2 separate regions of the Ovis aries genome follow, and region 1 is linked to region 2. Evidence: chromatin contacts called from public Hi-C data. All regions are on one chromosome and are shown on one strand. Each heading gives the region's core, a stretch centred on a gene start, on an enhancer-like site or on the middle of the called end of the contact. The rest is flanking DNA. Distances are from core to core; before and after follow the strand shown. Region 1 holds the start of AFTPH (aftiphilin). Region 2 has its middle 98 kb from the start of SLC1A4.

Region 1 (6,236 bases), core at 2,933-5,432, 360 kb after region 2:
TAGAGCTGACATCTGTATTCCTTATGAAATGCTCATAATGATGATGTTTAGCTGTATCAGTCAACAATTTCTAATGAAATCTTCTGGCTGCCACTCTTGTATTCCTATAATCTACTTTCTCTACAGCAGCCAGACAGATCCTTTTAAAAGATAGATTATCACATCGCTACTCAAAACCCTGCAATAGCTTCCCATCTCACACAGCAGAAAACCAAAGTCATGAGAATTTCCACAAAGCCCTAGATAGAGCACTGCCCTCTCACCCTCTATATCACTGAGTCCCATACACAAACACAAATGTTCATGTGCGCACACATATATACAAAAATGCCAAGACACTGAAACTCTGTGACGGCTACTATTTTTGTTTAAATTTGATAATTTCAGTGTTTCCAGCACCTAGAACAAGGCCTGACATATAGTGAGTACTCAATACGTATTTGCTATATGAATGGAAGGAAGAGAATACCATGATGTTAGAAGATATTTAGTTGGAAAGGTTTGTGGCATGCTATAAATATTTATATAAATAGAACACGCAGTGAATTTATTCTAATTTACAACTTAATTTTCCTCTGGGAACTACTCACCAAAATAGTGCTTGTAAATTAAGTTTTAAGCATACAGACAACCTTTAATTTATTAACAATTTATTTTCACAAGGTTTATTTAAGTTAGTTACTTGGAACAGGAATGGTGGTGACTGAAAAATAATAGGATGGAGCCTTACATTTCCTATTTTTCCTCTTTTTTTCACTTTTCCCAAGCTCCTTACTTCCCCGCGTCCCTCTTCTCCTCCATATAGTTTCAGACCTTTCGCTTTCCCAGGCAATAGGTCCTAATCCAGACCCCTAAGCCCTACCCTAGGCTGAGGCCAGAAATAGAAACTGGAAGTGTGATATAGGGCTGTTGAGATGGCTGGCAGCTGGTAAAGGAGAGCCTAAGCAAGGGAAGTTACTGCAGAGGAAGCTCAGGAGGCCAACAATTCTTCATTCAAATGTTTTTAAACTAAAACTTCTTATATTTTAAAAGGAAATCAACACAAAATAACACTAACTCCTTCCTGCCCTCTTTTTAAATATACACTGTTGAAAGACAGAGTGATACTTTGTTTTTAAAGGAAAAATCTGAACTTTGTATTTTACTATGATTTCAAGGGAACAACCAAGTTTAGAAAAACACATATGACACCACCCGGCTGTGTTAAATCTTAATCTTTACCAACTCTGCCTCAGATTTAAAAGTTACAGTTGAAAAGCCATGGGCTCTTCCCAGATCCTTCATTCCTCTCCAGTTCTCCAGAAGTAACTTTTACTTTGATTTGGAGTTTACCATTGCAATGCATGTTTTCATACTTCTGTCACATATTATTTGTTGTTGTCATTCAGTCATTAAAAGTCGTGTTTGACTTTTTGTGACCCCGTGGACTGCAGCATGTCAGGCTCCCTTGTCCTTCACCATCTCCTGGAGTTTCCTCAAATTCATGTCCATTGAGTTGGTGATGCCATACGACTCCTATAAAATATACTGTATTGGCATGCTTTAAAAACTATATAAATATGATAAATAAACCTATTAAATCCCGTCTCTGTCATCAGTTGCTTGACCTCAGGCAAGTTACCTAACATCTCTGTGCCTAAGTTTCCTTTCTGAAAAGTGGGGATAATACCATCTCCTAGTTTACAGGGCTGTTGTGAGTATTAAGTGAGTTAAATGAGTGTATATAAATCACTCAGAAAAGAATCTTGCTGGGAGTTCCCTGGCAAACCAGTAATTAAGACTCCCCACTTTCATTGCCAAGGGCATGGGTTCAATCCTTGCTGGGGGAACTAAGATCCAGCAAGCTGCAAAGGCTAAAAATAAATATCTTGCTCATAGGTAGTGAGTATTGGTTTAGTAACATCATATAAAGTTGCAAAGGAATCTATGACTGTGTGTGTTATGTTATGTATATGTGTGCATACACACTGATTGAGAAAAGATTAATTATCAAAATGATATGTATGGGTATTTTTTAACTCACAAATTCTAGATAAAATTAAACAAGAATATGAACATTTAGTTTAAATAATGTGTGATCGTTTAAAAATACCTAAAAATTTAATGTCCTCCTTTTATGAGTTTTTGGGGGTAGGTAGGGAGAAAAGGGGTAATCCCTCAATGAGCTGCTAATCAAAGATTTATTAAACTATTAAGGGAGGCACTTTATCATTTCACACAAAATAAAACATTTGATAAATTTCACTATTTCTCTGAACCAGTTTTTCTCTAAATAGGAAGAAATTAAAATTTAAAATGCTCTATTTTAAAATAGGATTCACCTAGATTACAAGATTTTCATAGGCAATTGGATTCTGTAAAATTTATCAATGCAATTGTGGATGTATTTTCTTTGAGTACAAGATTACTTTCATAATAGTCTCTAGGTCAAAAGATCAGAAAATATCAAAACCTAAATGTCCTACATACTATGTGAATTCTAGTGAATTTCTTTCAAGCACTTTAAAAAGATTTATCTATGTTTTTAATAGATATCTATAAAAAGATATCTATGCCTTGAAGATTAATATATCTAAAGATAATAAATGGACGATTTCTATCTAATGAGCACTTAATAAAGGTTAACATTTACTGGTCTAGATGTTTTACACAGGATCTGTTTTTTAATCCATGTGAGATATCTTCATGAACAAAAATTTGAAGACTACCATAAATTCTTTAAATATTTCTGCAAAGAATTAAAAATGACTACTACAAAGGCCAATACTGACGAAGCTGGCAAAGCACATAACATGTAGAGTAACTGTGTAGATTGTACCAACACGACAGCGTTCAAACAGCTGTTTCCCTTAGAGTTTTGGCATATACTCACGTCTAAAAGGTTAACGGAAAGCAATAGTTAAATGCAACCTCAAAGATTAAACTATCTCCGCCTCCCATTCTACCAAAAAGACTAAAACGTAGCTGGTGAAAGGGAGGATTAAAGTTCAAGAGTTTTACTTCTCCTAAAGCGAGAACTTTGAAACGGAACTACCGATTTTGTTTCATTTGCTCCCCAGTAAAATATTTCCATGTCTGGGTTAGTCCTTCCCTTGGCCCCAACGGAAGATTCAGTGGGAAATCAACGTGAACTAACCACCAAGAGTAAAACCTAAACATTCCCAGTACTTTCCCACTGGTGAAAGCTTCCTATCACCATTTACCTTATACTATGTCCCCTGCCCAAGAAAGATGTAGCACCTGCCAAACTGGGCACTTCAAGAATAATGGTCCAACTTTTCGCACGCAGTCTGGGAAGGGGATGCCGATGATTTCTTAGGGAGTGCAAGAAGGGAGCAGAAAAGGTCCTCTCAGGAAGGGATGAATGAGCTTTGGTGCCGTCTCCTCTGCCTGCTGGAGGATTCAAAAGGTGTTTGCTTCAGAGACCCTAGGAAGCAGCACACTCTGGTCGCCGCTGGCCTGGGGCCTGGGCGAAGCAGGCAGTGTTTACACCTGTCACGAGGGAGGGGGAGGGAGAAAGAGGAAGCCGGAGCAAAGCCCCAAACTTCTCAACAAGCTCCCGGGAGGGAGCGGCCGGTGCGAAGCCGAGGGCAGGTGGAAGTGGAGGGGCAGGGGGAGCCGGCGGCGGCCAGGGACGTGGGAAAAGCTCTCACTTCGCCGGCCGGTGCCCGGGAGGGCGAGGAGGGGCCGTGCGCCTCAGGCGCCGCCGCCGCCGGCGTCCCCGCACCCGCTGTAGAAGAGGACAGAGCCGGGAGCCCGCAGGCCCGCAGAGCCGGCAACGTCCCCGCAGCCCCCGGCTCCGCAGCGGGCAGGTGTCCCCGGCCCAGGCGAGGATCCGACCGGTGGGCCGGGCCAAATCCCCTAACCTCCTTCCCCCGCACGGCTGGGAAAGCTGGTGAAGCTTACCTGGTTCATCCGGGGCGGCCGCGATGGGCATGGCTCAGGGGCCCGGGGAGGAACTGGCTCCCCGGGGAAGGACCGGCTATTCGGACGCGGCGCTGGTGAGAGCGGAAGGCAGGCTGTTCACAGCCCTGTCAGCGAAGCAGCGCCATGGACGCCCACCCGGAGTTTCAGTGCTGCCGCGAGACCCCCATCCCATTACCCTCCGCCCTCTTCCGCCGCCGCCGCCGTCGCCGCCACCGCCTCCACCTCCTCCTCCGCGGAGACCCCCCGCCCACTCCACACACTCTCCCATCATGCAGCGGGGGAACCGCTGCCGCTGAAACGTCACTTCCGGGCGCAGGTGGCTAGGTCGGGGCCCGGCGCTGGTGGGTGCAGAAGGGGGGTGGGGGGTGGGAGGACACACAGGGGGAATCAGTGTCACAGAATGCTTACCCCGTGCGCAGGCGCCATCGTGCAGAGCGCCGGCAGCCATTTTGGGTGCGGGCAAGCTGCCCTTTTCCCTGACTTCCTAGCGAGTCATCGAGCTGTGGGGTGGGGGGAAAGACGTCCTCCCGCACTCCGCCGCTCCTGAGGCAGCGCTCCGGGCAAGGGGCAGGTGCTCCTCAGCCTGCTAAGATTAACGTTCAGCTCGGGACCGTCTTAACTCTCTTGCTCTCCAAGTAAAATTTGCAAAGGTTTGAGGTACGGAACTGTATCTTCACCAGAAACCTACTGGAGAGCACTTATTAGCTTGCCCTTTTCGCCACGAAAAACGACTTTTTCGTTCACAGTCTAAGTCCCTTCCTCTTTTTAATTTACGCTGACAGAAGAGGAAGTTGATATATAAGAAGAGTTAAATCAAATTTAAAATGGGAAGCAAGAGGGAAGGCACCCGCCGAACTGAAAACCGGCTTTGAGACCAACAACAACAAAAATTTTGGGGATCCTGCTAACAGATTGAACGGTGGTCGTTTATTCATATATGCTGCATAAGACTATTCGATTAAAGTAAAGAAATAAAATTAACTTCCGCGTTTCTATAACAGCCGTCATAACATTTTTCTATCGTCAGTCTTGATCGTTTGCGTTTTTATAACCTTTCCCCTTCCATTGTAATGAATATCTGTTAGAACACCAGCCACTGTAAAAGCCAGATTGCAAGATTGAGGGGATTATTGTTATCGTCTGGGATGATGAGCCTGGGATCCTATCCGGCAATCGTGAGCGGTACCGGCTGCTCCTTCTTACTTTCGCCAAACCTGCACAGGCAATTTGAATAATTTAAAATAGTTCCCAAACAGCAAAGCTCAGCAGCTACGCAAAGAAACAAGGATGGAAAACACCCCCCTCAGCCACAGAGAAGTGTCCACCCTTTTGAGTGGAGGAATTATACAAATCAGAGGGAAGATAAGGACAAAAGCAGTTCATCACGGTTTATCCCGCCTCTGCAATGTTCTAGACGACTTAACTTGGAGCGCTAAAATAGACCCGCATTTGTCCCTTTACAACTCAATTGCTGTAAGATACACGGAGACTGCATCACTTTAAATTGGAGTGTCAATTGTTTTGCGGTGGTGGTGCTGGATTTTTGTTATTGCTCAGTCACTAAAGCAAGAAAAATCTATATACAGCTTGTCAAATTTATCCCTATTGTATTTCGCCCCCTGCTGGTATGGGAGCTTGTAGTTCGTGCTCAATCTCTCAGCAGAGTCCGACTCTTTGCGACTTCATGTACTATATAGCTCGCCCGACTCCTCTGTCCATGGGATTTCCCAGGCAAGAATACTGGAGCAGGTTGACATTTGCTTCTCCAGGGGATCCTCCCTATCCAAGGATTGAACCAGTGTCTCTTGCATTGGCAGGCGGGTTCTTTACCACTGAGCCTCCAGGGAAGCCATGTATGTATATGTATATGTATATGTGTATGTATATGTATATGTATTTCACTATAAATGTTTATTGACTGGGAAGGAAAGAAAACTATCTACGTTATGTGTTTAGAGACTGGAAATGAATTGATTTTAGATATATTCATAGCTGTTACAATTTGATAGCTCAACTAAGCAGAAATAGCAGAACATACGACAAAAACCAGACTCATCATCAAGAAAATGTTTAAAACGAAATAATAAATTTAAACATCAAAACTTTAAAAAGAAAACTCTGCTTTCAGAAAAATCTTCCTAATTTCATGCATAAAATATTACAGAATGATTTTTGTGAGGTAACTGCAGAAGCCAGTTCTATTCACTTAAGGACAACAATAGAGAAATCAGTGTCCAACATTGTGTAGAGCTGTTGAGTCCGCGTTTGGCCAGCTGACTTGAGAGCAATCAACCAACTTGTAATTGGTA
Region 2 (6,049 bases), core at 451-2,950:
CATTGTGATTAATTGATTTTTAAAAATTTCCTCCATCTGTCTATATTTTCTTATCATACTTTAAAAGTTTGTTTATATTCTTCTTGTGCTTTAAGGCTAAAATCTGAGGCTATGCCATCTTCACCACACCCTTAACAAGGATTGAGGCTTACAACCTGAGTTCCTTTTGTAGAGAATGTTATTTATTTCATAACCTTTTGTCACTCTTCACAAAGACCAGATTTTCCTCAAACCTATTGAAAGAAGAATATTTTGAAGGTTTCTTTTTTGTTTGAAAATTTTTCAGGAAAATAGTTTTTAGAATTTTAATTTAAAATGAATGAGTACACAAATAATAATAATTTAAAAAAAAACTCCCGTGTACCTGAAGGGCATTTCTGTGTAAATTAAACAGCTTTCGCTTTCTTAAAACATGGATTGAAAGGGGGAAATCACACCTTTGCAAACAGTATCTGTATGGAATCCAGTTTTAGGTCATAGCTGAAAGTGAATATTGCACGGAGGGGTGGGAGAAATATCTGTAGAAAAGAAAAGGGGATCATTCTTTGATGGTTACCATGGAAACCACTAGGTTACGACAGTTGAGTTTGCTAATGGGGCAGTAGGTTCTTGCTAATGGGCTCCGAGTCAGAACTGTAGGAGAGCCCTTAGGCTGGTCCCCAAGGATACACTGCGGTCTCTAAAACTCTCTCCCAACCCCCAGCACTGTTCAATTTGAGGATATTCTCATTCTGAATTTCTAGGGTTCGATGAAAAGAAAAGTGGTCTTCCCTGGTGACTCTGATAGTTAAGAATCCACCTGCAATACAGGAAACCCCGGTTCGATCCCTGTGTTGAGGAGATCCCCTGGAGGAGGGTACAGCCACCCACTCCAGTATTCTTGCCTGGAGAATCCCATGGACAGAGGAGCGTAGGGGGCTACAGTCCAAGGGGTCAAAAAGAGTTGGACACAACTGAGTGACTAACTTTGGTGCTTCCTTCCTTGATTTTAGAGCTTTGTTTTGTACTGAGCAAACCAGGGTCAAAGTGCTCACTTGCGTACCCACTTTGAGGTGTTCCAGGATTTTACAGCAAACCACTCGAGTCCTGTTTTCTACAGCAGAGCCCCTGTGTTCCTAGAAAAAAGTCCTAGAAGGTGGAGGTCTTGGGGGTTTTGATGCTCACTGTAGAATGCAGAAAGTACAACCATGAGCTCCGGAGGAGCAAGGAATCCAGCCTAAGCCAATGAGATTCAGAGGATCCAGACTCATTTTCCCCCTCCTGAAAGAACTTGACCCCAGTGTAGAATATTCTTCAACTGTCAATATCCAGAGCTGCTTTAGACATCAGGTAATTTGCCCTTAGGCATATCAATAAGTGGAACTTTGGCATCGGAATCTTTGGACTTGGATCCAATCTGCACCACACATTATTTCTGCCATGAGATATTCTGTTGTCCACCAATGGCACTGTAGTGGGGGGATCCATAAGATGCCTAGCACCCATAAATGGCTAGCACAGAGGCAGAAGCGGCCTGGAATTAGTCACCGAGGAGGTGAAAGTGCGCAGAGAGACAGACAAGAGGCTGCGGAGGACCCAGGCAGAACCTCGATGATGGGGCCCCCGCGGGGCTATCCCCAAACTTCAGGTCTTACCCGAAGTGGGCTCCTGCAACTCCAGAGGGAAAAGGCTGAGCAGACGAGGCACGGCCACCAGGGGGCGCGCCGGTCCTGGGATCTTGGAATCGAATCTGGGGCTGGGAGACGCAAAGCGGCCGGAGGGAGGGTTGGCGCAGTACCTACCTGCTTTCCCCCCAGGAAGTTACTGGTGAACAGCAGTGGCAGGTATCTCCCGGGCAGCTGCTTATCCGTCTGTATCTTCCACAAAATCAGAAGTCCCGTGAAGGCGGTGACTGTGTTTTCGCCCTTACTCCCCCAACTGCACGTGAGTTCCCTCGTCCCACCCTGGAAGGGGGCATGAGGCGTGGGGGTGCTCAGGCTGTGGGGAGATTTGAGCCCCCTGGATGAGATGTCAGATCTTCACCGCGGTGGAACCTAACCGCAGGCGGAGCTTGTACACTTGAAAACTTTGGGGTAGACAATCTACGATTTGGGCAAGAAAGAAGACTGGGTCTCAAACTTCTCAATCTCAGGACCCCTTTATGCTCTTAACATTACTGAGAGCCTCAAAGAGTGTTCTGTATACCATATTAGAAATTAAACTGAAAATTTTAAAGTATTTACTTTAAATTGCAATAATAAATCCACTACCTTACCATATATTTTTAAGAAACACCTGTATTTTCACACACAAAAAAGTGAGAAGTATGGCACCATTTTACATTCCTGCAATTTTTTAAAATGTTTAGCTTAATAAAAGACAGATGGTGTCTCTTATCTGCTTCTGGACTCACTAGCAGACTGAGTTTTCCCAAAGCACATAGCTTTATACATTCATGAGAAAATGAGAGTGAAAAGGGCAAATAACATCTTGCTGTGAAAAGTTTTCATTTTGCAGACCTCCCGTTTTGATATTAAGTATAAATTAACTACAGTGTAATTTTTGAATAAGAATTGGGAGGCTTTTTGTAAAAGAAAGGTTGTCTTAGGTGCAGGCTGACGGCTAACGGCCAGCTTGCCTTAAAGTTCACCCACTGGAAAGATGCGGCCTGTGGTACCAGAAAGCAGAGTCTTAGTCGGTGTAGACGCTAGTGTGTCATGCGAGAGTCAGAACTCTGTTGCAGCTGGCTATTCACTGTCTGCTGTTCTCAACTGCAGGGGGTGGCCAGACCCCCTCTGTGAGGTCAAAAGCATATGAGAAAATTGATCGTTTTCCTGATTCAGATACTCTGCTAACTCTGAACCCATTTGGGGGTTCTTATCAATCCAAAAATATTTCAAATATTTTTGGTCCCACTCACCTCACACTTGTTAGAACCTCTATAGTCAAAAAGATAAGAGATGGCTGCGGCTTTCTGCGCCTGCCTAGTTCACCCACCTCCCCTTCTGCCTCCGCTGCCATCATGGTGCCTGTAAAAAAGTTTGTTGGGGGTGGGGGGGGGGGTGCAAAAAAAAACAGCAGGTCCTGCAGTTTAGTCTGAACTGTACCCTTCCTGCAGAAGATGGAATCATAGATGCCACCAATTTTGAGCAGTTTCTTCAGGAGAGAATCAAAGTGAATGGAAAAGCTGGCAGTCTGGGCAGCAATCATATCAGTCGAAAGAAGCAAAAGCAAGATCACTGTGACTTATGCTGTGCCTTTTTCCAAAAGGTATTTGAAATATCTTAAAAGTGAAAGTGTTGGTCTGTCAGTCCTGTCTGATTCTTTGCATCCGCCAGGCTCTTCTGTCCATGGAATTCTTTAGCAAAAAATATTTGAAGAATAATCTAAGTGATTGGTTACACAGAGTTGCTAACAGCAAAGAAAGTTACGATTTGTGTTACTTCCAGATTACTCTAGATGAAGATGAGGAGGAAGATGAGAATGAAAACTCAGTATCTAGAATATTTTGTGTAAGTATTTAAATAAAAAAGGAAACCCTTGTGCATTGTGAGTGGGAATGCAGATTGGTGTAGCCACTATGGAAGACAGTATGGATGCTCCTCAAAAAATTAAAAATAAAACTACCGTATGATCCAACAATCCTACTTCTGAGTATATATCCAGAGAATATGAAAAGAGGATCTTGAAGAAATGCCTGCATTCCCGTGTTCATTAGCCTTGGTCACAACAGCCATGATACGGAAACAGCCCATGTGTTTGTCAACAGACGAGCGAATAATGTGGCGCATATAGACAATGGACTACTATGCAGCCATTTGCAACAACAGGGATGGGCCTTGAGGGCATCAGACAGAGAGACAGATACCAGATGTTATCACTTAAATATGTGGAATCTAAAAAAGCCAAATGTCTAGAAACAGAGGGTAAAATGGTATTTCCAGGGGCTGCGGTTGGAAGGTGGGGGGAGATGGGGTGATGTTGATCCAAGGGGACAAACTTCCAGTTATAAGATGAATAAGTTCTGGGGAATCTAATGTATAGCAATAATCTTATGTATAGACTACAGTTAATAATACCATATTGTATACTTGAAAGTTGCTAAGAGAGTAGATCCTAAACGTTCTCACCACAAAAAAAGAAATGCTAATTATGAGATATGATGGAAATATTAACTAATGCTCTGATGGTAATGGTTTTGTAATATGTAAATATCAAATCAGCATGTTGAATACCTTTAACTTCCACAATGTTATATGTCATTCTATCTCGATAAAGCTGGGGGAGGGGGGAACACCACCACAGCAGCCCCAACATCTCCGTGCCCTAGGCCTGCCCTGGGGTCGGTGTGGAATGCCCCAGTCTCAGTGAAGAAGCTATGTGGGGAGACTTTCAGAATCAAGTAACAGATGAGGAAAGCTCCTTTCAGTTAGTTCCCTCCAGGGACGTCTAACCAGGGTGACAACCATAATCACTGGAGAAATGGCAAAGGAATACTGATTCCTGGGCCCACCTCACATCATTGGGGTGGAGGCTAGCTCTTAAAGCTCCAGGTGCACTCTTGAGCTGCCAGGTTTAGGAGCCGCTGCCTCCTCTATCGCCATCTACCTATCCTACAGAGGCCCTCCGTCCTTAGGCAGCTTGGGATCACTTGGGGCATTTATTCATTTATTTAGGAACCTCATATCCTACAGTCCATGGGGTCGCAAAGAATCGAACACAACTGAGCAACTTCACTTTTAGCTCTGCTGGGTCTTAGTTGCAGCATGTGGGATCCAGTTCCCTGACCAGGGATTGAACCTGGGCGCCCTGCATTGGCAGTGGGGCAGAGTCTTAGTCACTGGACCACAAGGGAGCTCCCCAGCTCGATCCCTAGAGAGTCCAGTAACTGGAGATGGGGTAGACCTGGGATGGGCCCGGAACAAGTTCTGAACAAGCAACTCAGTTCACACTGCTGTAAGTGGCCCCGGACCAGCCTTTGTCTCGAGGGCTTAGTCTGAGTGTCAGAAAGAGATTTTAGGGCCCAACTCAGAATCAGCACAACCTTTGCCTTACTTCCCTTATCCTTTGAACAATCAGATCCCTTCTTGGGAATGGAAATTTATAATCCAGAGTTTATAAATCATTTGATTTGAAGGTGACAGTCTCCCCGCCCCCCAATCCCAGAAAGGTGAATTCCAAGAAGATCCTAGTCTTCTCAAACTCCAACCGCTCCCTTCTCAAGTGCCACTGGCTCCCTTCACCACACTGGACAACCATCCGTCTACTCTGCACCTATGTCTATATGTATACACATCCATCTTTCCAAAGAACCAGGCTAAAGGTGCAACAGGCAGGAAAAATAGGGGGACAGATTTATGAACTCAGCTTTCTTCATACCAGGGGCCCCACTCCCACCTTCTCCAGCTCTGTAGAGGATATTTTAGTCCCATCACCACACAAAAAAAGAAATGTTAATTATGAGATATGATGGAAATATTAACTAATGCTGTGATGGCAATGGTTTTGTAATATGTAAGTATCAAATCAGCATGTTGAACACCTTGGTTTCATCCAAGGAAAAGAAAAACTGTCAAAAGCCCTCAAAGTGAAATTCAAAGATGCCACTTTGTTATTTTGATTATCTTGAGCTGAAGGCACTTAAAAAACAGCAAAGGCAGGGAGAAGCTTTCTCCAAACTCCTCTTTATCTGCCTAAGACAGACCCTCCAGAAGGAACTTAACTGTCATAAATCCCTTCCCGGGGAGTTTCACCAACAGGGAAGATGGTCACAGCAGAGGACACTGGAAGTCCACCCCACACTGAGACAAACGTCAGAAACTATCACATCTCCCATCTGTTCTTCAAAGGCCCATCCACCTTTCTCCTCAATTGCCCCTTCCCTATTAAGAAGGTAGATAAACTCTCAAATCTATCTCTTTTCTAGGTTTTCTTTTTTCCTGTGATATCCCTGTTGATGTCATGTTAAAAGTCAAGAAATGTGTATACCGTTCCTCTTGTTGGGCTTCCCTGCAACTGATTGCAAGAATTCATCTGCAATGCGGGAGACCTGGGTTCGATCCCCAGCTTG

What was found. A called contact is a pair of places that touch in the nucleus more often than the background predicts.
Region 1: a contact with region 2 is called in a Hi-C map of liver, with 6 times the contacts expected there. The contact joins the promoter of AFTPH here to the enhancer-like site in region 2. A contact is called at or near these places in 10 of 16 Hi-C or Micro-C datasets (blood, hypothalamus, liver and 4 more).

The regions. Positions count from the first base shown.
Region 1 is chr3:43,788,472-43,794,707 of ARS-UI_Ramb_v3.0, forward strand. It overlaps AFTPH (aftiphilin), which reads right to left and starts at 4,183. Exons shown (of 10, transcript XM_060413863.1): 1 at 3,907-4,183; 2 at 3,241-3,393.
Region 2 is chr3:43,430,206-43,436,254 of ARS-UI_Ramb_v3.0, forward strand. It overlaps the pseudogene LOC101118177. Among named protein-coding and RNA genes, the nearest start is that of SLC1A4, 98 kb to the left of the region's middle. Within about 2 kb of position 1,701, at least 5 of the 54 cell types and tissues checked have an H3K27ac peak or open chromatin away from gene starts, as enhancers often do. A contact at or near this core is called in liver, where this site is marked.